2 separate regions of the Hordeum vulgare genome follow, and region 2 is linked to region 1. The links are chromatin contacts, called in public Hi-C maps. All regions are on one chromosome and are shown on one strand. The core of a region is the stretch at or near the end of the contact, and the rest is flanking DNA. Distances in the headings are between cores, read along the strand shown.

Region 1 (6,478 bases), core at 2,924-5,423:
TCCTCGCCTCGATCTAAAAAAATATCTCAGGAAAAAAATCTTACCTTCATCTAAAAAAGGTACAAAAAATACCAACCAGCCTACTAGCAAGCACCATTTTGCATAGCTCTCCGTTTAAAAAAACATGTAGGATCCTCACCTCCATCTAAAAACAACATTTAAAAAATCCTCACCTCCATCTAAAAAATATATTCCAAAAACTATCTCACCGCGACCAACTAGCTTGCGCCATGTGGCATAGCTGGTTGGCCGCCCTTCTCCTGCGTTTAATGGGTTAAATTCACCGTTGATATTAATTCATTCAATATACAATTAGCAAGCCACTCATACAAACACGCCATATGCATGTTGGAGTATTCACGCTAGGTCACGTACAAACAAGGTTTCATTTTATCATCTCATGACTCTTTGCACAATTAAATGTTGCTAGGCATGGCTTGTGCACAACCACTAAAGCAAGCCAGCAAGTGCAAGGTTTTTAAATTAGTATATTACTATATCTGCTAGCACATAAAATGTTAATGTTAGTAATTTATATAATCCTACTCACAGCTCAACGAGACTATTTTACAAATATCATTTTTGGTAAGCCATCAATTAAATTTTATGAGAAGTTCATCAATCATGGGATGATACTTAAAATTTATTCTTAATCGCCATAACTGGGGTTTAGAACCCATGGTTGGTTATTTTGTGTTAAAGTTTATGGTCAATTCCACCTTTTCTTTATGTTGTCCAAATATACAGGTGAGGGGAAGGGACCCAATTCTTCTGTCGGGGTCTAGAGTTATAGTTAGGGTTCATAGTTTCTTTGTCAACGCCGAGGTGACGGCTGCACTGGCACTATGAATTAGTAACCCATGTCCAAACAACATCTCGCAATGCCCTCTACAACAAGGTCAAGGGGCCAAAGGGAGATGTATTCTATCGCTACTCCTATGTGGCAGATCGGGTGTTTCGGGAGACAACCTATCGGATGCAAGGCTCCGGTTTGTTGCTTGGAAGTTTTGCCTTTCTTATTCAACAACATCGAGTGAAGACAATGGTTATGGGGCCAAAGGTACTCAGGTTTGTTCCCCACCCGACGTGCCATAATGATAAGTCCTCCACTATTCGTGGTGGTCCTTTATTCAGATATGGAAGTTTTGATGTGATGACGCATCGACAATCCGTTGATTTGCCTTCAACGACAACGTCGAAGAAATACGATGACATGCTTGTCATTCTTCAAGAATCTCCCCCCCCCCCCCCCCCCCCAAAAAAAGGAAATAAAAAAAGGTAAAACGAAAGAAACAAGTGCACAAAACACCAGGAGAATAATAATAAAAAAAGAACAAAAAAAACATTGAAACCAATAAAGAAACAAAGAACCAAGGAATAAAAGAAGGGAATTGAGTAAGGAAAAACCAATAAGAACAATGAAAGAAACAGAGAAAAACAAAAAACGAGAAGAAAAAAGGGGGAAAAGCAAGAACCTGTAGAAAACCGAATAGAAATGAAGAAAAAAAGAATAAAAAGTAAAGAAGAAAAAGAAAACAAACCAGTATTAAATCTAACGCCGTTTACTTCTAGTAGATCAAATCTTTTGCTAGCTTAATTTTTTTTCTTACTTTATGTGTATTCGCCCACGGGGCTGTAATAATGTAGCACTCTGGCTAGCTGCATATGGTGCGCGAACGGGCCGTTCATCCTCAACCTTTTGGTCGGATGGTGCGCCGAATTTTGTTCACGCGTTGATCATCGGCGATTTAGCTGGTCGTTCAGGTTGATGGAATAAATTTGGTATTCTGGCTCAAAAAATAATTGGATGGTGGCGCAGTGGCTAGAGAGATTTCATATTCGATCCCTCGAGCGTACACAATTTTCACTCTGTTTTTTCTGGAAAAAAATCACTTTAGTGGGCCGCTCCGATACTGTAGCGCTCGGCGCGAGACATAACTCTCATAACAAGGTGGTGACCCCTATCCAATAGTCGGGCCAACGCACAGGGGCGCGAACAACTGGGCCGGTCCATCTCCCTCTTCAGGCAGCTCTGGTTTCTGCTTCATTTTTTTGTCCTTTTTTCTGTTCCGTTTTTTCCTTTTTTTTATTTTTTCGTTTTCCTTCTTCTGTTTTTTTCTATGGTTATTTTGTAGCTAAGTTCACGTTTTAAATTTGTTCTTGAAATTCAGAATGTTTTTCTGATTTTATAAAAATGTTCTAAATTTCAAATATTTGCGGTTATTCAAAAACATTCATAGCTTCAAAAAATGTTCTGGATTTCAGAAAAATGTCTGACATTTTCAAAAATTGTTCATTTAGAAACAAATGTTATTGTTTCTCTTTTCATTTTTTCCTACACTTTTGTTCCTTTTTTCCTTTTTCTATTTTTCTGTTTGACATTTTATAATTTTTATTTTGAATTTCCAAAAATGTTCCCGTATTCACAGTTTATATTTAAATGTCCGTGCTTCAAAAAATGTTCCTGCTTCCAAAATGTGTTCATCTTTTGAAAAAATTTGGTGTTCCAAAAATTGTTCTCGTATTCAAAAAACTGCATGATTTTTCAAACAATGTTCCTTTTCTAATAAATTGTTCACATTTTTTTTAAAAATGTTCCTCTTTTACGAAAAATGCTTCTCTTTTTTTAAAATTTAAATTATGTTCTTTCAAATTTTGTTCGCCGATTCTAAAATTATTCACGATATTTAAATGTAAGAGAAGATTAAAAAATGTTTTTCATTTCATAAAAAATATTTGCCGTGTCAAAAAATGTATATAAGTTCAGAAAATGTTCCTGTTTTAAAAAGTGCACATAACTTCAAAAAATGTTCCGTTTCAAAAATTGTTCACAAATTCCAAAAAATGTTCTTTCTTACAAAAAAATTGCTTATAGACTAAGAAATTGTTTATCTTTTCCAAAAAAAAATTGTATTTAGAAAATTGTTCGCGATTCCAAATTCGTTCACGTTTTTTTAAATTGTTCTCGGTTTCAAAATTTGTTCTCAAAATTCAAAAAATGTTTGTGCTTTAAAAAATACTTCGCACTTTCAAATTTGTTTAGGCTTTTTCAAAATTGTTCTCCTTTTCAAAATTTTATTCTCAATATTCAAGAAATGTTCGTGTATTAAAAAATTATTCGCGCTTCCAAATTTTTTCACGTTTTTCTTAAATTGCTCTCGGTTTCAAAATTTGTTCCCAAAATGCAAAAAATGTTCGTGCTTTAAATTTGTTTTGCGATTTCAAAATTGTTCTCCTTTTCGATATTTTGTTCTCAAGATTCAAAAAATATCCATGCTTTAGAAAATTGTCCGCGCTTTCAAATTTGTTCATGTTTTTTTAAATTGTACTCAGCTTCAAGATTTGTTTTCAAAATTTCAAAAATGTTTATGCTTTAAAAAATTGTTCGAGCTTTCAAATTTGTTACGGGTTTTTTAAAATTGTTCTCCTTTTCAAATTTTGTTATCAAGATTGAAAAAATGTTCGTGCTTTAAAAAGTCATTCACGCTTCCAAATTTGTGAAGTTTTTTTGAAAATTGTTATCAATATTCAAAAAATGTTCGTGCTTTAAAAAATCATTCACGCTTCCAAATTTGTTAAGTTTTTTTGAAAATTTTTATCGGTTTCAAAAAATGTTCGTGCTTTAAAAAATCATTCACGCTTCCAAATTTGTTAAGTTTTTTTGAAAATTGTTATCGGTTGCAAAATTTGTTCTCAAAATTCAAAAAATGTTCGTGCTTAAAATTTTTGTTCGCGCTTTCAAATTTGTTCAGGGTGTATCAAAATTGTTCTCTTTGTCATAATTTTGTTCTCAATATTTAAAACATGTTCGTGCTTTAAAAAATTGTTCACACTTCCAAATTTGTTCATGATTTTTAGAAATTGTTTTTCAAATTCGAATGTTTTTTCCTCAAATAGAAAAAGAAAAGGAAAAAGGAAATAAAAAGAGAATAAACAGAGATAGAAAAAGTAACAGAAAAGAAAACAAAACTGGGCCGGCCCAGTCGGGGCGGACCGCTGTGCGGCGTAGGTCTGCCTGCCGCAGTGAGCGGCAGGTAGGCGGTCGCTCCCGGAGCTCCCATAGAACTTTACGAGTGTGAATTTTAAGCCGCTTCGTAGATGTTGGGCCAGGCCGCGCAAAAAGAAAATGCCTAGCATTGAATTACCCGGAAGCCCACAGCCCGAACTAGTCTAGTAGCCCAAGGCCGACCCGAGGTTTCTTTCTCCCCTCGTGGCACCCACGCAGACCGACGGAATCCGGCGACGAGGGTTTCTGCGCTCGAACAACCCCCGGCGGCGGAGATGGCGGTGATGGACACGGCGTTCAAGGCGCTGACGGCGGGGCTGGGCGTGGCCACGCTCTACCTTGCCGGCTCCTTCTCCTTCAACGTCTACCGCGGCCTCGCCTGGCACTCCGAGCAATCCGTAAGCGCCGACCCCCCCTCGTGTTCTCGACCCGTTCTGTATGAGAACTTGGTGTGGGATTCCCTCCCCGACCCGCGCCGCTGCTTCTTGTTCGTGCCGAATCCATGGCTCCGGGCCTGCGAAATCATAGCTGTTTTTGTTTTGCCTGTGTGCTGATTGAATGCCATGGTTGCTCTCTGACGGGAGATGCGGGGGCGGGTGGGTTGGCGCGTGAGAGGGCCTGTGATTAGTTGCCGCGTTGATGCCTAGGAGCCAGGGCTTGATCGGTACCATGCGTAGTTGGGGCAGGGTATGATCCATGGATCCCCATGTGTGTTCTTCCATGTTTACAGTGGGGAAAACCTGGCATTTCCTAGCCATGGCTCCATGTTGTTTTAGGGCTACCTGTGGTTGTTGGTGTTAACTGCAGTAGTGGGGGGTCACATATTCACAATGTTGGTTCAACAACAATATATTCTGCTCTCGAAAGAGGGATCTGTATGTTTTTAGGCCAAATGACATACACGCCTGCTTTTACTTCAGCAGCAAGCGGAAACTTCTTTTAGATACTCCTTTAATGTCATTTTGTTTTTTAGGTGAGATACCAGCATAAAGGGTGAGTAGGAAACGTGTTGGCTCTTGATATATCTTACCTGAAAAGAAACTGAAACCTATATTTGTGACACCATGTTGGTTTATATGTAAATCTGGTTTGGTTCAGTAAATCATTCATTATTTGGCTGACATGAAATGATTGCAGCAACCGCTGATGGTAAAATGCAGCTTCAGATATAGAGTAAATGTAGGCAATAGTTCTGGGCTTAACTTAGTCACCCTGTATGCATTTTGGTACATAGACAAAACTGACGCGGCAGCAACTTGTGTTTCTCAGAATTTCATTTTGCTTTCTGGTATTTACTGTATATTGTCATTGCACAACTTCTCCTGAAATGCATTCTAACTTCTTGTGGGTGTGTCACAGAAGCTAGAAAAGGAAAAGGAGAAGAGCGAAGATTGAGAAGGAAGGATGGCAAGTTAGTATCAGACAATACCAATCAAAAGGATCTGCAAGAAATCTCACCTTTTGATGATGAGTGGTCATTCGCGGTTATGCTTTCTGGGACTGATTTTCGGACAGTTCCTTTGATGTAATATAGATTCAGGGATTTGGATGACCATTCATCTCTATGCGCCCTCTATTTTCACACATTTATACTTTGTACCAAGCATAAGGAGCGCTGGGATTAAAAACAAAATACTGGTTTTCTGTATGTCTTTTTCCTCGAGCATTATACGCTCTTAGATTTGCTAAATTAAATTGAAGTACTGCATATGAAGTGTTTTTATGTTTCCTGTCCTCTTGTTTATGTGCCGTCCATCCGTTTCACTTGCATGTTAACTGCCAGAGCAATGTTCACAACTAACCAACCAGTTCTAAAAACTGCCTGTTTTTCATACTATATAGTTTTTCAAGGTAGCTGTTGAAGCACTAATCCCATGGATACAATCAACTCATGTGACACCATAAGCAGCTAAGGCCCTGTTTGGATAATCTAACAGGGCTAGAGGTTAGAGTTAGTTTCTAACTTTAGTCTAACCATGAACTAACTCTAGCCTTTGATGGTGTTTGGATGTAAAGGTTAGTTTGACAATAAATGCACCTTTTTCAATCATGTATCTCTTTTAACCAGAATTTGTTGTGGCCAGCTCTTGTGTGGCCTCCATCCGCTCACAAATGACATAACCTGGGTGGCCTGGGGCGGTCTGGACGGGACGGGACGGAGGTGGCCGGCGGTGGCGAGTGGATGCGGGAGGAGGACGTGGCGGCGTTGGTGGTGAGCGCGGTCGGGGCGGGGGCGAGCTGCGGCGGCCTGCAGGGGCGAGCGCGGCCGGCGGTGGCGAGTGGATGCGGGAGGAGGACGTGGCGGCGTTGGTGGTGAGCGGGGGCGGGGCGGGCTGCGGCGGCCTGCAGGAGGAGAGGGAGAGATGGGAGGAGATAAGATGCAGGAGGAGGGATTTGGTGTGGCTAATTTTTTTTTATGGATCCACCACAACTAGCTCCAATTAGCACCTCATCTCAGGATAGTTTTTTGGG
Region 2 (7,107 bases), core at 1,075-3,574, 200 kb before region 1:
GGCCTCCCGAAATCATAGGGCCGGCCCTGCTCCCTTGGATGCTTTCCACGTGTGAAGGACGATTCTTTTTAACCTTGTGGTTTGGAGTGAACTATAGTGGATTGACCAGTGGATATTCCACGAATAGGCTAAACCAAACAAGTTTCTCGGCATTGTGAGGGAACAGTTCTACGTCTCGTTGGTACACGTGGATCAGAATGAAATCCTGACTGATACACACGGGTCATGCACAAACAAAACAAGGCCTTAAGGGACAGTTAACCCACCAACTACAACACCAGAGACTTAATCCCCTGATCAATAAAAAACCACCCAAATCACCCCCTAACCCCTACTTAAACTGATTGGAAGAGTTGTTTTGGCTGTGTGACGCTTGGGTCGAGCCCTCCGACCGGCCACGTCGGATTCGGTCGTCTTGGTGCGGGTGGACCGATTCAATCCAGGAGCCCCAAATAAAGCACTACCTAATCCAACAAAGAGGGCAAAGAAGCAAGCACCACCAGCAAGAGCATCTTCACAACGATCACCTCCGACAAGATCATCTTCACAACAACATTCTCACCAAGTTGTAGACATAACCAACGGGGGGAGGAGTCAGAACAAAACAACTTCAAGCTCACAGCCTGCTCGAGGAAATCATGCAAATTCAAGCTCAACTCGCATGCAAGTGCCAACTAGTAACACGGTGCAATGGCTCCTCACTACAGAAAGGAGAATGGACAGCTTGCTTGTCAATGTCATGCAGTGGCGAATCTAGCGTGATAGTAGACGGTAGGCTCAAATCATCAATTTACTACGCCTAATTAACAAATACATTGAAATTATTGCATGCAAAGCACCTTGATGTAATTGCCATATGACATATGCTATATTTAACTGAAATAGGATTTTGGAGGGTAGGCTTCAGCCTATTAAAGCCTCCCTACTACAATCGCCACTGATGTCATGTACTTGATGTGTAACATTATGTTGAAGTTTGTGCTTTTGTTTAGGTCCAACATCAAGTTACTTGTCATATCATGAGAATTTCCTGTGATGTTATGGAATTTGTTACTAGTTACCAATTTGCTATCGCCTATTTTGAAAATGTGCTCAATAGTTCTGAATTTTGCACACAAAATTCACATAGGTTGCTGCCATTTTCTAATTTCAAGTCGGCATAGTCCAGATTTTTTGTGCTGCAACCTATGGTAATCGCTGCCTATAGGGGATCGGATGAGCCAAGCCACGACAACTTGCGACCTTGTCTCGATGAAAAAGGACACATAGGAGGACGAGGAGGGGAGAATCCCTAGCAGGTGGAGGTACACACGAAAAGGCAGACCGACATGATCGATTTGGGGCTCCTGGGTTGAATCGGCTCATGTGGGTCAATTAGACTGCACCAAGCCAGCACAATCCTACGTGGCCGATCGGAGGGCTCGGCCCAAGCGCCATATACGCAAAACGGCTCTTCCAATCCGCTTAAGGCCTTGTTCGGTTGCAGAGGGTTCGAAGGGGATTAAGAGGGATTGTGAGGGATTAAGGGTTTGTTTGGTTCTCTCGCCTGATTGCGTCGCTAGGCAAAGCTAGCCTTGCCGATGGAGGCGAGCCAAATCGGCTCGCTCGCTCAAGCACAAAAAAGCTGGAAACCGTTGGTTACGAGGCTCGGTCGCCCAGCTACCAAATGCTTTTCTTCCTTGTTGGGCCAGGCTAAGCGAGCGCTTGCGTGAGAACCAAACAGACCCTAAATCCCCTCTTAGTCAAATTTCTCTCCAAACTCCTCCAAACCTCTTCAATCCACTTGGGTGAGGGATTAAATGAACAAACCCTAAGGCCTTGTTTGGTACTAGTGTATTTTAGGGAATTTATGGGGATTATCCCGGTCAAACCCCTCAATCCCCACACATCCCATAACTCCATTTGGTTCTAGTGTATTTGACATGTTTCATCCCCACATTTCCCCTCAAATCCCCAAATTATAGTGCATTTTTTTCAATACCCATTACACTACGCCTACCTAGTGTATTGGGGATAAATGGGGATTTGAAGGGACTGGGTGAAGGTTGGGGTTTCACCCAATCCCTTGGGGGATTATCACCATCAATCTCCTCAAAAACACTAGTACCAAACAAGGCCTAAGTGGGGGTTAGGGGGGTGATGTGGGTGGTTTTTGATTGATTTGGGTGATCTGTGCTTTTTTCAAAACAAATAGAGCCGCTTATCGCCCACCTGCCCAGAAAAGCTGGCCTTGGGCTGGAGAGAACATATACGGGCCCAGAGGCCCATTGGAGCTGGGCGAAGCCCATATAGGACGCGCAGGCCCTTCACTCCTCCTCCAAGAAAGAAGAAGGGCAAAACCCTAGAGTTTTTCTCGCCGCTGCTCCAGGGCTCCTCTTCGCGTCCGCGGCATCTCGACGACCCCCGCCGCCGCCGCCGCCGCCGCCGAGCTCGCGATATCTCCGGCCTCCTCCCGTCATCCTTCCCGGTAAGCACTGCCGTCTTTGCCCCCCGTATCTTCCATGCCTTCCTCGGACGATTCCCCTGCTTAGATCGGTGCGCTCTGTGATTCTGTCTGTGCAGGCTAAGGCGTCGCGACAATGGCTGCTGCCAAGGACGTGCAGAGAGAGCTGGAGAAGGAGATGGTACGCGCGCCCATCTTTGCTTCCGAATTTCACCCTCTTTGATTTCGGGAGTTTTGCGCCGAGGTTAATTGACTTCGGTTGCGCGATGCAGATGTTCGGGATGGCCGAGAAGGAGATGGAGTACCGGGTCGAGCTTTTCAACCGGTGAGTGGTGCACCTGTTACCCTGCTGTACTACCACTTGGGTGGGGATTGTGAGATCAGATCGCTGGTTGATGCAATGAGTAGAACCAACTCCGTAGTGGTTGTTGCTCATGTAGTTATACATTGAGGGATGCCATTGTCTGCTGAAAAGGAATTGCTTGCACTTGTCGTGGCATTGCTGACGATGAGTAGCCTAATTTAGCTTGACAGTTATAAGCCTGGTGTTTAGTGTGCTTACTGCTTCAGTTATTTCCTTGCAAACTAATTTTCCTTCAGTCATGCCAAATGATTGCCATGCTCTGCAATCGACGACTATGAGTACAACTGCATGATCGTTGAATTGCGCATTAGATTGATATCTTCCCTGAACCCGCAAATGATGTGTGTGTACTACTGTTACTCCACTCCTAATAGCATAATGTAGTATGGCAGTTATAAGCCTGGTATTTATGTGCCGGAAACTCCTTGATGAGCTGAGCATAAATGCATAATGACATCGTCCAACTCCCTAATAGAATGATCTTCCATGAACCTGCAAATTATGTGTTAAATGCTCGTTAATGTACTGCTATATACCACCTACTAGTCACATTGATCGGGAGAATAGTTAGCATCAGCTAAGTTAGTGATGTTGGCATGCTATTACTTGAAAGCACAAAGATGCCTTGTACTTTGCTAGTACTAGATACTCTCTTTGCTTCCTAATCTAAACTAGATTAATGATGACAAGTGAGTATTTCCTGTTTTGTTTGTGTGTTCCAAATACGCTTGCATAGGTATTGTCTTCTGAAATGTCTGCAATTATTGTAGGGATGATAGATATTTAGCAACCTCACCATGGTGTATCATCCAATCTGTACACTTTTTGCTTGGAGATAGTTAGATTGTGCCATATTATTTCGGAATCCTTTTTTATTGTACACATGTTGATGCCGTGAGCCAATTTTTTTATGCAGGCTTACACATGTTTGTTTTGAGAAGTGCATTGAGAAAAGGTACTTGGCCTTTCTAACTCAAAATCTCTTGCCATCTTTTCAACACATTATTACTTGGTTCTGGATTGCTTTGTTCATTTGCTGTTTATAGTTCTATAAAATGAGTAACAAAAACGTTGCAGTTATATTATTATTTTCATGTACTAAGATAATGCAAAATTTCATTATGGCTCAACTAAGGTGGTTAAAATAGTCGACTGGTGGTCCAACTTTCCACCAATCATCCCTTTTCGTTGTAACTCATTGGTTGACAACCACAAGAAAGATCTATCCTCTTTTCATGGCTTTTTCCTGTCATTTGTTCTGTTCCAACAGGCATAAAGAAGCTGAACTCAACATGGGAGAGAACAGTTGCATTGACCGGTGTGTTTCGAAGTACTGGCAGGCAAGTTCACTTATGATATATGTGGTTTTTATAGAAGATACTAATAATATCACACTGCCTTTTTCCTGCTTCGGGCAAGAAAACACCATTTCCTGTGCTTTAAATTATCTCTGAGAAGATGCATTTTTGCCATGGATAGTTTTGATGTGGAACTGCTAGCTACCTCACGGATGTAGATGAATTTGCAATTTCATATCCCTTCCTTTTCTTTCTTTGCCTCGAAATAATAGTGCTCAGTTGTTTAGATCTCTACATACACATTTCTTAAATTTGCTTGATACACCGCCAAACCCCTTATTATGGATACTTTCTTTTCAGGTGACTAACATTGTCGGCGGAATGCTCGGGACTCAGCAGACCCAGATGTGAGCGCTCTGATAAGCAGTAGCCGCATTTTCTGTAGCAGGACACCGTCTCCATGTTTCTCCTCCGTTTTTGTTTTGGAATGTTCGCCGTTTCGCTAAGTAAAGCATGAGTGACCAACTAATTCATATATACTGTTGAAAAGGGAACCCCCAGCTTGTCGCCCTTTCCAGTGGTGTACCGTGTCACTGAATCATGGGCAGAGGCGCATGCCTGTAATAATTTGGTACAGCTCGATAGATTTTACCGCCGAAGCTTCTCTTTTCATTGTTATGATTAGGCCCGAGTGGCTGTGTCTGAATGTCTGCTGGCATGAATTTCTTCTCTACCGTTGGCCCCATTTGCTAAGTCAACTTAAGGACCAATGCTATCATGTACTCCCTCTTGTAAACTAATACAAGATGTTTTAGATCCCTACTAGAGCGATCTAAAAGGTCTTATATTAGTTTACAGAGAGAGTATGTTCTTGGGAATGCTTGAGTAGCTTTTACTTCCTCTGTACCTAAATAATTATGGTTGAAAAAAATGTTTACAGAGGGTGTATGTTCTTGAGTAGCTAAAATTGGTTGGAAAAAATGTTGTTCCTTGAGAACGGTCATCTCTAATTTTGTATCTTAGAGCAAAGGCCATAACGATATAATTTTTGCAAGAAAGAAGCTGGAAGCCAACAATGACGGTATTAAAATATTGCTCAATTATATCATGTCCTCAACAAGAAAGACAAATGATGATAGTAGCACTTTGTGTGCAGATCTCAAATGGTCATGTTCTCGGTTAAAATATTTTGTGTATCTTCTAAAAAAATCAGATGGTTCAGAAATCTTGAGTGCACATGAGTGAGGCCCTGCTTGGATTGTCGTTAATACCTCAGTAAACTAAAAGCAATCCCATTACAAATACACACAGAAATAGTTACTCAAATCTATCCAAGATTACTTCAAAATGCTGAAGCATACTAGCTGATCCTCAACAATGAGAAGACCAGATTGTTCTTGCACAGGCTGTCATCTCCAACCTTACCACCAAAATATGGACAACACACTAGTGCAGTTACATACATATAGGAGTAGCTGATAGATACTTGCAATGCCGAACAGAGAGGAGATGCCTGATGAACGAACGAACCATAGCAGTTCAAAGTTTCGAAACACCAGATATTCTCTTTGGAGTTCTGTATATACATGAATTTAGAGAGAGACATAAGACTACAATAATGCCAATTTACAATCTCAAATCCACGGAATGCTATTTCCCATTTTTTTTTCTTACTTATACGGATATATCGGAGGTGTAATAACAGCCAGCCAGCCTAGGAGTTTGTTGTAAAAACCACTTAAGGAGGACACCAATTCAAGTTAGGGGAGGCCAAAAAACAACCCTACTGCCACTGGTTGCAAAGCATGCATATCTGGTTGGACCGACGACACCCAAAAGCGCAGGCGACCTAGGTACAGAAAGAGAGAAGAGGAGGCGTCATCGCGGGCGGCTCTATACAGTCCTAGTTCCTACCGGTTCTCTGGGCTTCCAAGGACGCAGCTATCCTTAGCTTCTCATGGCCGTCGAGCTCCATGCCGAGCCCGATGAGCGCCATCCCTTGCAGGTAGTGCGCCGTCGGCCACTCGGGTGATATCCCCTCTGCTCTCCTTGCGTCCTCCAGGGCATCCTCCATCCTTCCAAGCACCACGTTCGCGAAGCCTCGCCGCACTAGCATGGTCGGAGACTCCATTGCACCGGTGTCGATAAACTGCAAAATTTCCACATCCCAAAAGTGTAAATCTCGCACCATACACCGTCTAAAAGCCACTATGCAAAATCAGCTTGGATCAATTCACATTTCCATCTTATGCAACAAAAGAACTGTTTCTATTAGGAATTAGACTTGAACTGAACAATGCAGATGCAGCAGATGACATCTCAGTTTAACAGGCCGAGACATGGTAATCTAAACATACCCTTGCATAACACTCCAGCACAGTCGTGAAATCTTTGGATTGAAAAGCATCATCTCCATTCTTCTTGACCTGAATGCTCTCAGATGGTTGACCAGGCCATGAGCTTAAAGACACCTGCAAGTTCCAAACATTCAAAAGTGTGTGTAACACAAAACCTCACTGTTGTCAGTTAAAGCAACACATAAAAAGAGCAAGGTGACAAAACTAAATGGTCTCGACGATCTCGTTTCGTGTATTTTAGAAAATCATACGCTGTCTCATCCTCATTTTCCAGCAACTGGCTCATACCTTAAAACTTGCTGTCTCATCCTCATCATATCCCTCATTTTCCAGCAACTCATGCACCTGCTCAAGGTTTGCTGTCGCATAAGCTTTCTCAGTAGCAGAAAATGAAACTTGCTCTGCGTTCTCCTTGACCGCATCCTGTGAGATGCCCAGCAAAGTATGTGAAGGAGCCTGCAACAAAGATTTAGTTAGAACTATTTAAGCAGGCAAAGGTGCGTAACTTTTGTCTAAACGAAATAAAGTTACATAAGTGATGGGACAGAGTGAATCCATCCATGTACTTCAGAGCATGCAAAACTACATAATTTGTTTTAAGCAAAATAAAGCTGCATATATGTTTTAACAGAATAGGTCCATCAA

What was found. A called contact is a pair of places that touch in the nucleus more often than the background predicts.
Region 2: a Hi-C map of seedling shows a contact between it and region 1, with 2.1 times the contacts expected there. The contact joins the promoter of LOC123453111 here to the promoter of LOC123399281 in region 1. A contact is called at or near these places in 2 of 6 Hi-C or Micro-C datasets (leaf and seedling).

Annotation. Positions count from the first base shown.
Region 1 is chr5H:565,942,217-565,948,694 of MorexV3_pseudomolecules_assembly, reverse strand. It overlaps LOC123399281, which reads left to right and starts at 4,173. Exons shown (of 2, transcript XM_045093700.1): 1 at 4,173-4,404; 2 at 5,366-5,714. The coding sequence starts at 4,282. The coding sequence ends at 5,401.
Region 2 is chr5H:566,143,409-566,150,515 of MorexV3_pseudomolecules_assembly, reverse strand. It overlaps LOC123453111 (mitochondrial import inner membrane translocase subunit TIM10), which reads left to right and starts at 2,324. Exons shown (of 6, transcript XM_045129876.1): 1 at 2,324-2,467; 2 at 2,563-2,624; 3 at 2,716-2,768; 4 at 3,724-3,762; 5 at 4,078-4,147; 6 at 4,466-4,783. The coding sequence starts at 2,580. The coding sequence ends at 4,516. LOC123453110 (serine/threonine-protein kinase BSK5-like) reads right to left here. Exons shown (of 10, transcript XM_045129875.1): 8 at 6,751-6,918; 9 at 6,463-6,576; 10 at 5,651-6,254. The coding sequence ends at 6,009.